Regions from separate parts of the Mus musculus genome. Here all the other regions are linked to region 1. The links are chromatin contacts, called in public HiCAR-type and promoter capture Hi-C maps. All regions are on one chromosome and are shown on one strand. Each heading gives the region's core, a stretch centred on a gene start, on an enhancer-like site or on the middle of the called end of the contact. The rest is flanking DNA. Distances are from core to core; before and after follow the strand shown. Region 1 holds the start of Fip1l1 (FIP1 like 1 (S. cerevisiae)). Region 2 has its middle 42 kb from the start of Gm34960. Region 3 overlaps Gm34960 (a long non-coding RNA gene).

Region 1 (2,601 bases), core at 45-2,544:
AGTTAGATCACTTCATAAGCAAGACACATCTCTTATGGAAAGAAATACAAGGGGATTTACACATCATGCTAAGAGAAACCCCACACATTTCACATTTTAAGGGTAGTACCGATGCTGTCTTTCCACTAAAGAAATAATCAATTTTACAAGTTTATCGGAGTTTCATTACTAAAAGGCTGCTTAAGACGCTAACGTTCACTTTTATATAATCTATGAAATTTATGTCAAGAATGTATGCTCTAGGAAAGAACAAAATACTTTCAAATCTGGTATAACAGCCAAGGGGGATTACGACTTAAAGTTAAAACTCAGACATCAGACATGTCCCCTACAAAAACAAAGTACATGACGCATTAAATTTGGGGACACAAACACAAAACACCGAATACAAGCCTATGGGAAGAGTCACGAGATACAACTATGACGTGGACTATACAGGGCTCTTTAAAAAGCAAAAAACAAAAAATAAAAACAAAAACAAAACACTTCACCTTAATACAGGCCACAATTCAGGGTTTTCTTTATGGACCACAGTGTATTTCATCTGTTTCTTTTAATTAATACTTTTAAAGCACGACTTTCAGACAAGGAGGTACCCTTGCAGGTGCATCCCATACAAACTGACCATCAAGAAACAAGACGTTAGTTTCATTGCACTGACTTTATTTAGCTGCTATTACAGAATGACGGTTTCTGAAAGAAAGGGACGAGGAGGGGCACCCCATAGCCACTGAGCAAGAGAGACACCAAAGCGGCTCAGAATCGATAAAGAGCATGAATAGAGAGCGCAGAAGCGAGGAGGCCCGGGCGGTGCGGAGGAGGGCGACGCAGGGCTGCCCGGCCTCCTTGGCCCGCGTCCACCGCGCGGTGAGTGCCTGCGGGTCCGGGCGAAGGCCGGGAGCAGGCCGCACTCGGCCTAACCAAGGCCGGTTAGGGCCAATACGAGAGGCCTCGGACGCCTGGGCCTGAAACGCTGGGAGGAAGGCCAGAGAGAACCGGGGAGACAGACAGGAAGTTCCGTACCGCCATACAGCCACTCTTCCTCCTCATCCCCTCCGGTCCCGCCGCTCAGCTCCACCAGGCGCTCCACCTCGCCGGCCGACATGGCCGCCCCACGCACAAGTTAAAGGCGGCGGCCAACAGCTCTCTCAACCCCTTTTTCCAGCCTCGCCGTCCCAGGGCGCGAGAATGGGAGGGAAGCCGCCGGTAAGCGAACGAAGAGCGCGAGACTCAAATCTGGGGCCAACCTCGGTGGAGGCGGCGACCCTGAAGAGTCAGCGACCGATCCGTCTGCGCATGCGCCGCAGGCACCCAAGCGGCGCGGCGTCTCTAGGTGGTTACGCTTCCGCGGCGGCGGGCACCTGGGCCTCTCATTGCGCAAGCGCCGCGCGATTGGCTCCTCCCCCTCCCCGCCCCACCCCAAGGATTCTAGCTTAGCTTCTCAAGAGTGGCTTTCTCTGGGGCTTCTGGTCTTCTTTGAAGTTCCCTTCCCCCAACCTTCCTCCCACTCCCCAGTTCCCTTTGCTACACCATTGTTCTTTTCTGTCCCTGTTGCCTTTCTCCCTCCACTAGTCTATTTTAAAATCCTGAAGGCCAGCATCCCGCACGGGTTTGACTGAACCACAATTGTCAATTCGTCGAAATTTTAACAACCAACAAAAGAAAAATTTAATATATAAAGGATGCGTTCTCTTTGTTTAAAAAATTATTAGTATTGGGCATAGTGGCACTTGGTAGGCAGAGACAAGTCACCCTGGTCTACATAGTGAGTTCCAGGATAGCCTGGGCTATACAGGGAGACTCTGTGGCCGGAAAGTTTTATTTAAGTTACTTAAACTGGTCATCTGAGTGGAGGGAACCTTGGTTGTGAAAATACCTCCATAAGATCGGGCTGTAGACAAACCTGCAGGGCATTTTCTTAATTAGTGATTGATGAGGAGGGTCGAGCGTTAGACTTTATCTGTATCACTTGATTCCTCGTTACCTGAGTAGATCACGAGGGTTTTAATTCTTCTTAGTTTTGAACTCTTGTTTGCTATGCCCTGTTCCCCTGTAGGAAATTCTTAAATTGTTTCAACTTCTGTGTACAATTTCCTCGTAAAAATCTTCCCTGAATTCAACAAATATGTATGAAAGTCTACCCAAGTACTAGGAACTCTTCAAGACTATATAGATTGGCGGTTAAAAAAAAAATCCTTTCTTTCATGAAGCCTTTATTCTAATGGAAGATGATAGACACATCATGTTGATAAGGATTTAAAAATAATAGTAGCTGTAAAAAGACCCACGGCCAAGTGATTAAAAGGGAGGTATAATCTAATATCACGTGGTAATTAATTAATTAATTAAAATAAGTAGATCCCTTAATGGAGAAGGGCTGTAAGCTCTGTGGGTTTCTGCATGGGGGCTACTTGACAAGGAGATTAGGAACATGCAAAAGGCCCAGAGACAGAGAAGTTCCAGGCACCCAACTGCATTTGGAGTAGAGTGAAAGGCAAATGTAGATAAACTGAGTATGCAGATGGGGTGAGCAGGGTTGGGGTGAGGGGAGTAGAGCAGAGCTAAACTCTCTTTTAGACCACAAGTCTTATTGACTACATA
Region 2 (2,601 bases), core at 74-2,573, 770 kb after region 1:
ACTGTCTCATTGTCTGAGCCACCACCACACACATACACACACAAGCACACATACACGCACACACATGCATGCACTGGGGTGTGTGTGTGTGTGTGTGTGTGTGTGTGTGTGTGTGTTTGAGACAAAGTAGCTTCACTATATAGCCCAATATAGCCTGGCTACCCTGGCACTCAATATGTAGAACAAGCTGGCCTGGAACTCCCAGAGACCTTCCTTCTGAGTGCTGGGGTTAAATGTATGTATCACCATGTTGTGTGCCCTCCTGTCATGGGGTCTTTGTCTTAAATGAACTCCTTCCTTCTCAAGCTAATCAATGCTGGTTCATGTTTCAGTTAAAGCGCCAATATCAGTCTCTATGGCCCCCTCTGGTAGGAATTGAAGTGAGGGTCACCTCAATAGACTCCCCATATCCTCTCCCATCCCAGGTCTCCAGCTAGTCACCAGAGATACCTGATATTCACGTACCTGCCAACCAGAGACTTGGAGGGGGCGGGGCTGTCTTCAGCAACTAGCTCAGGGCCTATTTCATAATAGGTGCTCAATAAAAATACGATGAAATCCTTCTCAAGCTTCTACAAGAAAATTAAATGGAATAGAAAATAAACCGGTGGGACCGTCTCATGTGAGAAGAGCAACCTTCGGAAAGAGAAAGCTTGTGTAGCCTGTGCGTAGCAGTGTGCCTTTGTGGTCTCCATGTTATATATGTGAAGTGGCAATCTCAGGCAATGTCAGACACTGAATGCTGAATACCCTTCATTCTCCGAAGGAAAGCAAATTCTAAACGCATCTTGCACTTTGTCAGCATGCAGGGAAATGATGTTGCTGCCAGTGTAAGGAGCAACAATGATATCAGCAAGATTGCCAGGGCTGAAGAAGCCAAAACATGGTCCTGTTTTAACCCAGCAGCCTCCAACCCACATCCCACCCAGCAGGAGGCCAAACCTTTAGCAAGGAAAGACATAGTTTTTTTTTTTTTTTCCAAAAGAAGGACATAGCTCTAAAGCCCATGTGCTTAAGCAAGACCACCCAAGGGTCTAAGATATTTCTTCTTCTCAGTAGACCACTGATTCTCAACCTGTGGGTCATGGCCCCTTTGGGGGGGTCACATGTCAGATACACTGCATATTTACATTACAATTCATAACAGTAGTAAAATTACAGTCATAAAGTAGCAAGGAAAATAATGTTAAGGCTGGGGTCACCACAACATGAAGTATATTAAAGGGTCACCGCGTTAGGAAGGTTGAGAACCACAGCTGTAGAAGAAGTTTTGCTTGATGAGTGAGTGCTTCTGGGACACACAAAGCCAGCTCTTGAGTTTCTGCTTCAAGCTCCAATTGTTACCAGAGAGGAACCTTGAAACGTGGCTGTGACAACTGGACACTGAAGAAGGATGGAGCACAGAAACGCTTAATTGGAACAGCATTGACTTTGTCTGCAGCAAGTATCCTTTGTGATGTTGCCCTGCATTAAAAAAATTTTTTTAATCCCCTCTTGGGTTTCATGCTTTCTGAACGAATGCTTGGAGAATAAGAATACTAGAGGAATTTCTCCAGAAACCCTGAGTGGGAAGCTTCAACACAGTGGCCAGTTGTGCTGACAGGGAATTCTAGCCAGATGGGTGGGGTGGGTGCAGGGCAGAGACAGGACTGCAGGCTCAGCAAAGCACAATGAGAACATTTGGGAAGTGTTTTCCATGAATAGAACACCCCCCCCCCTCCAACGCAGGGCCAATTGAACGGTGGAGCTCTGCTGACATCTAGTGCACAAACCCATGGAGCCTCGCTGAAACGAAGCATCTCAGGCTTAGGGATGGATGCGAGGGAGAGAAACCACAGCATGGAAAACCCTATGCGGTATCTCATTCACTTTTGCATCATTACCCTAAGAGGACGTCAGAGAAACTCATCCATTGTGTTTCATACAGGGGGAAACTGAGGATTGGAGAAAGAAATGTTGTGATTCTCAAAATGATGTATAAGAAGTGCTAGAAGAGACCACTTGAAGAAAGAAGGATTTTTTTTTTTTTTTTTTTGCTCATGTGATATGAAAGGTATGGCAGTGTCACAGCCTGCGGTTGGGGCAGTGGGAGCATGGGCTGCTGGTGACATCACCTGAGCAGTCTAGGACACAGAAGAGATTCAGTCATAACTACAAGCTTATGCCATAGGGCTCCCCCACTGTGTCCACTTCCTCCAACAAGGCCCTGCCTCTTAAAAGTCCCCAAATCTCCTAAAATAGCACAGCTAGCTGGGTATTCAAATCTATGATCCTGTGTGTGTGTGTGTGTGTGTGTGTGTGTGTGTGTGTGTGTGTGTGTGTGTGTTTGTATTTGTGTGTGTGAACCAAGTACTCAAATATATGATCCTGTGTGTGTGTTTCTGTGTGGTATGTATGAGTGTGTGTGTGTTGTGGTATGTGTATGTGTGTATGTGGCAGAAGGGGGCTAGAGGGAGAGAGGAGGAGAGGGAAAGGGAGAGGGAGAGAGGGAGAGAGGGAGAGAGGGAGAGAGGGAGAGAGGGAGAGAGAGAGGGAGAGAGGGAGAGAGGGAGAGAGAGGGAGAGAGAGGGAGAGAGGGAGAGAGGGAGAGAGGGAGAGAGA
Region 3 (2,601 bases), core at 36-2,535, 740 kb after region 1:
CTGTAATACATAAACACATACACACACAGGGCAGCAGGGACATAAGGCAGCAGGTCTCATTGTATCCATTCTCAGAAAGCAGAAGGTAGAACAAAGACCCAAACTATCAAATCTCAGGACTTGTCCCTAGAGACTCATTTCCCCCAGCAGGACTCCACCTCCTAAAATCTTCCACAACCTTCTAAAAGAGTTCCGCCATCTGAGAACCGAGTATTCAAGCACACACCACAGCATGCTGGGTGGCTAGGGGTTTGCCTGGAGGATTTTAAGAATCCAAATTGGAGAAATTAGAGGGTATAGTTTTGGGTTTATGGTTTTACTATATTCCCAGATATAATAAAGTTCTTGCTAGTCATTCCTGTTTGGGAACATCTTTGTGCCCACAGTAGGGTTGGGGCCCAAAGGAACATTCAAGACAGGCTTTACTCTGATGAGAGATCTCCTATAGCATCAACACTGGAAATACATGGATGGAAGAGGAGAAATCAGTTTTCAGTGTCTGGAGCTGGATGCTGGTCTCTGGAAATGCTAATCTTCAGATGTTGTATGTTCAGTTCCTCAGTATCTAATTAAGGCAGAGATGTCTCCTGCCAGCAATATACTCTGTAACGTGGGAGTTGCATACGCTGTCTGCATGTAATCTATGTGTGTGGGTGCAGGTGCATGTGTGGAGGCCAGAGGACAGCCTCTGCTATCATTCCTCAGATGCTGTCCAGCTTGGGTTTTTGAGACAAGGACTCTCCTAGGTCTACGAACCTCTCAAGTCAGTTAGGCATGCTGTCCAGTGAGCCCTCATGAGAGGGGTTAATGACATCATGAAAGGGCTCTTCTCAGTGAGCTCTCTCACCCTCTTTTAACCATGGAAAGTCACTGGGGTAAGTCAGCAGTCTGAATCCTGAAGAAGTGATCTCACCAGAACCCAATCACATCCTACCCAGGCCACAGACTTCCAGCCCTTGGACTGTAAGATTAAATACCTGTTGTATGCGAGCCATCAACCAGTCCCTTGTATGTGCAGCAGCCACTGAACTTCTTGCTATAACACCTGGCTTCCTTTTCTAGAGTCAAGGTATCTTGCAGCCTCCATGGTTAGAGAATACATACATGAGACACATACATTAAATGACAGTGCTGTAAGTTATCCAAATAAAAGTTAATAAGGAAGAAAGAGATGCAGAACCCAGGGTCTTTTCTGTACAATTGCCTCTCCAGCACACATGCTGGGATCATAAACAATTCCAGTGGTAGTGGGAGAGGGAGCTGGTTTCCTGGAGCCCGGTGCTGCCGACCATATGGAGCAGCAGAAGTCTGCCAAGGACACTTCATGGTGAAATAACATGCAGCTGCTGCCTGGGTTGCTGCTTTCAGTCAGTTTCAGAGCTAGGAAAGGGGGAGAAAGATCCCACCAGGCTGCAGCTTCAGAATCCAAAACAAAACCTTGTTAGATGTGATCCAGCTTTGTTGGCCCAGGTACAGAGAGGTGAAGATATTTCAGATAAAAAGATGGGTTCACCAAGTTCTCAGTAGAAGCTCACCTTTTGGTGGGGCATCATGAATAATCAAGGATTGAATGTGTGTGTGTGTGTGTGTGTGTGTGTGTGAAGATGGTGTCTATGAAGGCATACACTATAATGTATGTGTACATGCATATATATATGTTATATGTTAACATATATGTTAAGCAATTTTGATTAGAACCAAGGAGAATAGTGTTAAGAGATGAACCCAGATGTGGTCCTTGCTTTGTGGTTTACAAACTAATCTCTCCAATGTAATCTGAGAAACTGTCCCTTAAAATAACTAGGGAGAAAGGAAAACCCTTTTCTCTAGGGAGAGCAACAGAAACAAGCCGTTGTCAGTGCATAGGAGGAGGTATAAGTTTGAAATGTAACTTAGTTGCCAGGCGAGAAAGAAATTCCTTTAATTGATAAAGGAGGCCTTTGGGATTTCTGAATTGTTTGCATTGATGTGGTATTGTCTTGTGGGCCTCAAAAGAGCTGTGATCTCCTCCAGACCCTGCCACATACATACCACATATCCTTATTCTGATTTTCACAGAAGTCTGCCAGATAGGTACTACTCAGCTCTGTTCTGTGTCCATTCTCTCTCTTGGTTAAACTGGGGTGAAGGAAAGATGTGATAGAAAGAAAAGAAGTGTTTCCAGACATCATGGTCTGTCGTTTGTCTGCTTGACTATTATGGTCTTGCAGGAAAAGTACGGAGAAGTCATGGGTGAATTTCCTACATGCTGAGAGGTGAACTACCCTACATGTCATGGAACAGAGCCCAATGGCCAAGACCAAGACCGATGGTCTTGATTTCAAAGCACAGACTCAGAAGTCAGAACTCTGGGACAGGACAACATACATATAAAGGTGCAGCCAGGATGGATGGACCTTATTACCATCAGCATCCTAGATAAGATACTACTTATAGATAAAGTCTGACACAACAGACTTTCTAACAGATGGTATCATTATAAAGGCCACAGTTGAGGTGTAACAAGCAAGTCCCAAAGGCTAAAATCAACTGGGACCAAAATACATACTTTTCAATGGGAAAGATGCAGGTATAAAGACACATTGGCCCAGCCGTAACTGA

The links. Promoter capture Hi-C pulls out the DNA fragments that hold promoters and counts their contacts. HiCAR-type assays count read pairs that join an accessible place to other places.
Region 2: a HiCAR-type map of fibro-adipogenic progenitors shows a contact between it and region 1, with 4 times the contacts expected there. The contact joins the enhancer-like site here to the promoter of Fip1l1 in region 1. A contact is called at or near these places in 6 of 39 promoter capture datasets (the 3T3-L1 cell line, 3T3-L1-derived adipocytes, cranial neural crest and 3 more), 3 of 484 Hi-C or Micro-C datasets (cerebral cortex, cortical glia and cortical neurons) and 4 of 115 datasets of contacts at active chromatin or transcription factors (astrocytes, embryonic forebrain, embryonic limb bud and 1 more).
Region 3: a promoter capture Hi-C map of hippocampal neurons shows a contact between it and region 1, with 2.1 times the contacts expected there. The contact joins the enhancer-like site here to the promoter of Fip1l1 in region 1. A contact is called at or near these places in 3 of 39 promoter capture datasets (hippocampal neurons, liver and maxillary cranial neural crest) and 2 of 115 datasets of contacts at active chromatin or transcription factors (fibro-adipogenic progenitors and neural tube).

What each region holds. Positions count from the first base shown.
Region 1 is chr5:74,534,184-74,536,784 of GRCm38.p6, reverse strand. Fip1l1 (FIP1 like 1 (S. cerevisiae)) reads right to left here and starts at 1,294. Exons shown (of 18, transcript NM_001159573.2): 1 at 1,024-1,294. The coding sequence starts at 1,105.
Region 2 is chr5:73,761,008-73,763,608 of GRCm38.p6, reverse strand. No RefSeq gene overlaps it. Among named protein-coding and RNA genes, the nearest start is that of Gm34960, 42 kb to the left of the region's middle. Within about 2 kb of position 1,323, at least 63 of the 459 cell types and tissues checked have an H3K27ac peak or open chromatin away from gene starts, as enhancers often do. A contact at or near this core is called in cerebral cortex, cortical glia and fibro-adipogenic progenitors, where this site is marked.
Region 3 is chr5:73,795,120-73,797,720 of GRCm38.p6, reverse strand. It overlaps Gm34960 (a long non-coding RNA gene), which reads left to right. Exons shown (of 3, transcript XR_377026.3): 3 at 1-196. Among named protein-coding and RNA genes, the nearest start is that of Gm34960, 8.2 kb to the left of the region's middle. Within about 2 kb of position 1,285, at least 17 of the 459 cell types and tissues checked have an H3K27ac peak or open chromatin away from gene starts, as enhancers often do. A contact at or near this core is called in hippocampal neurons, where this site is marked.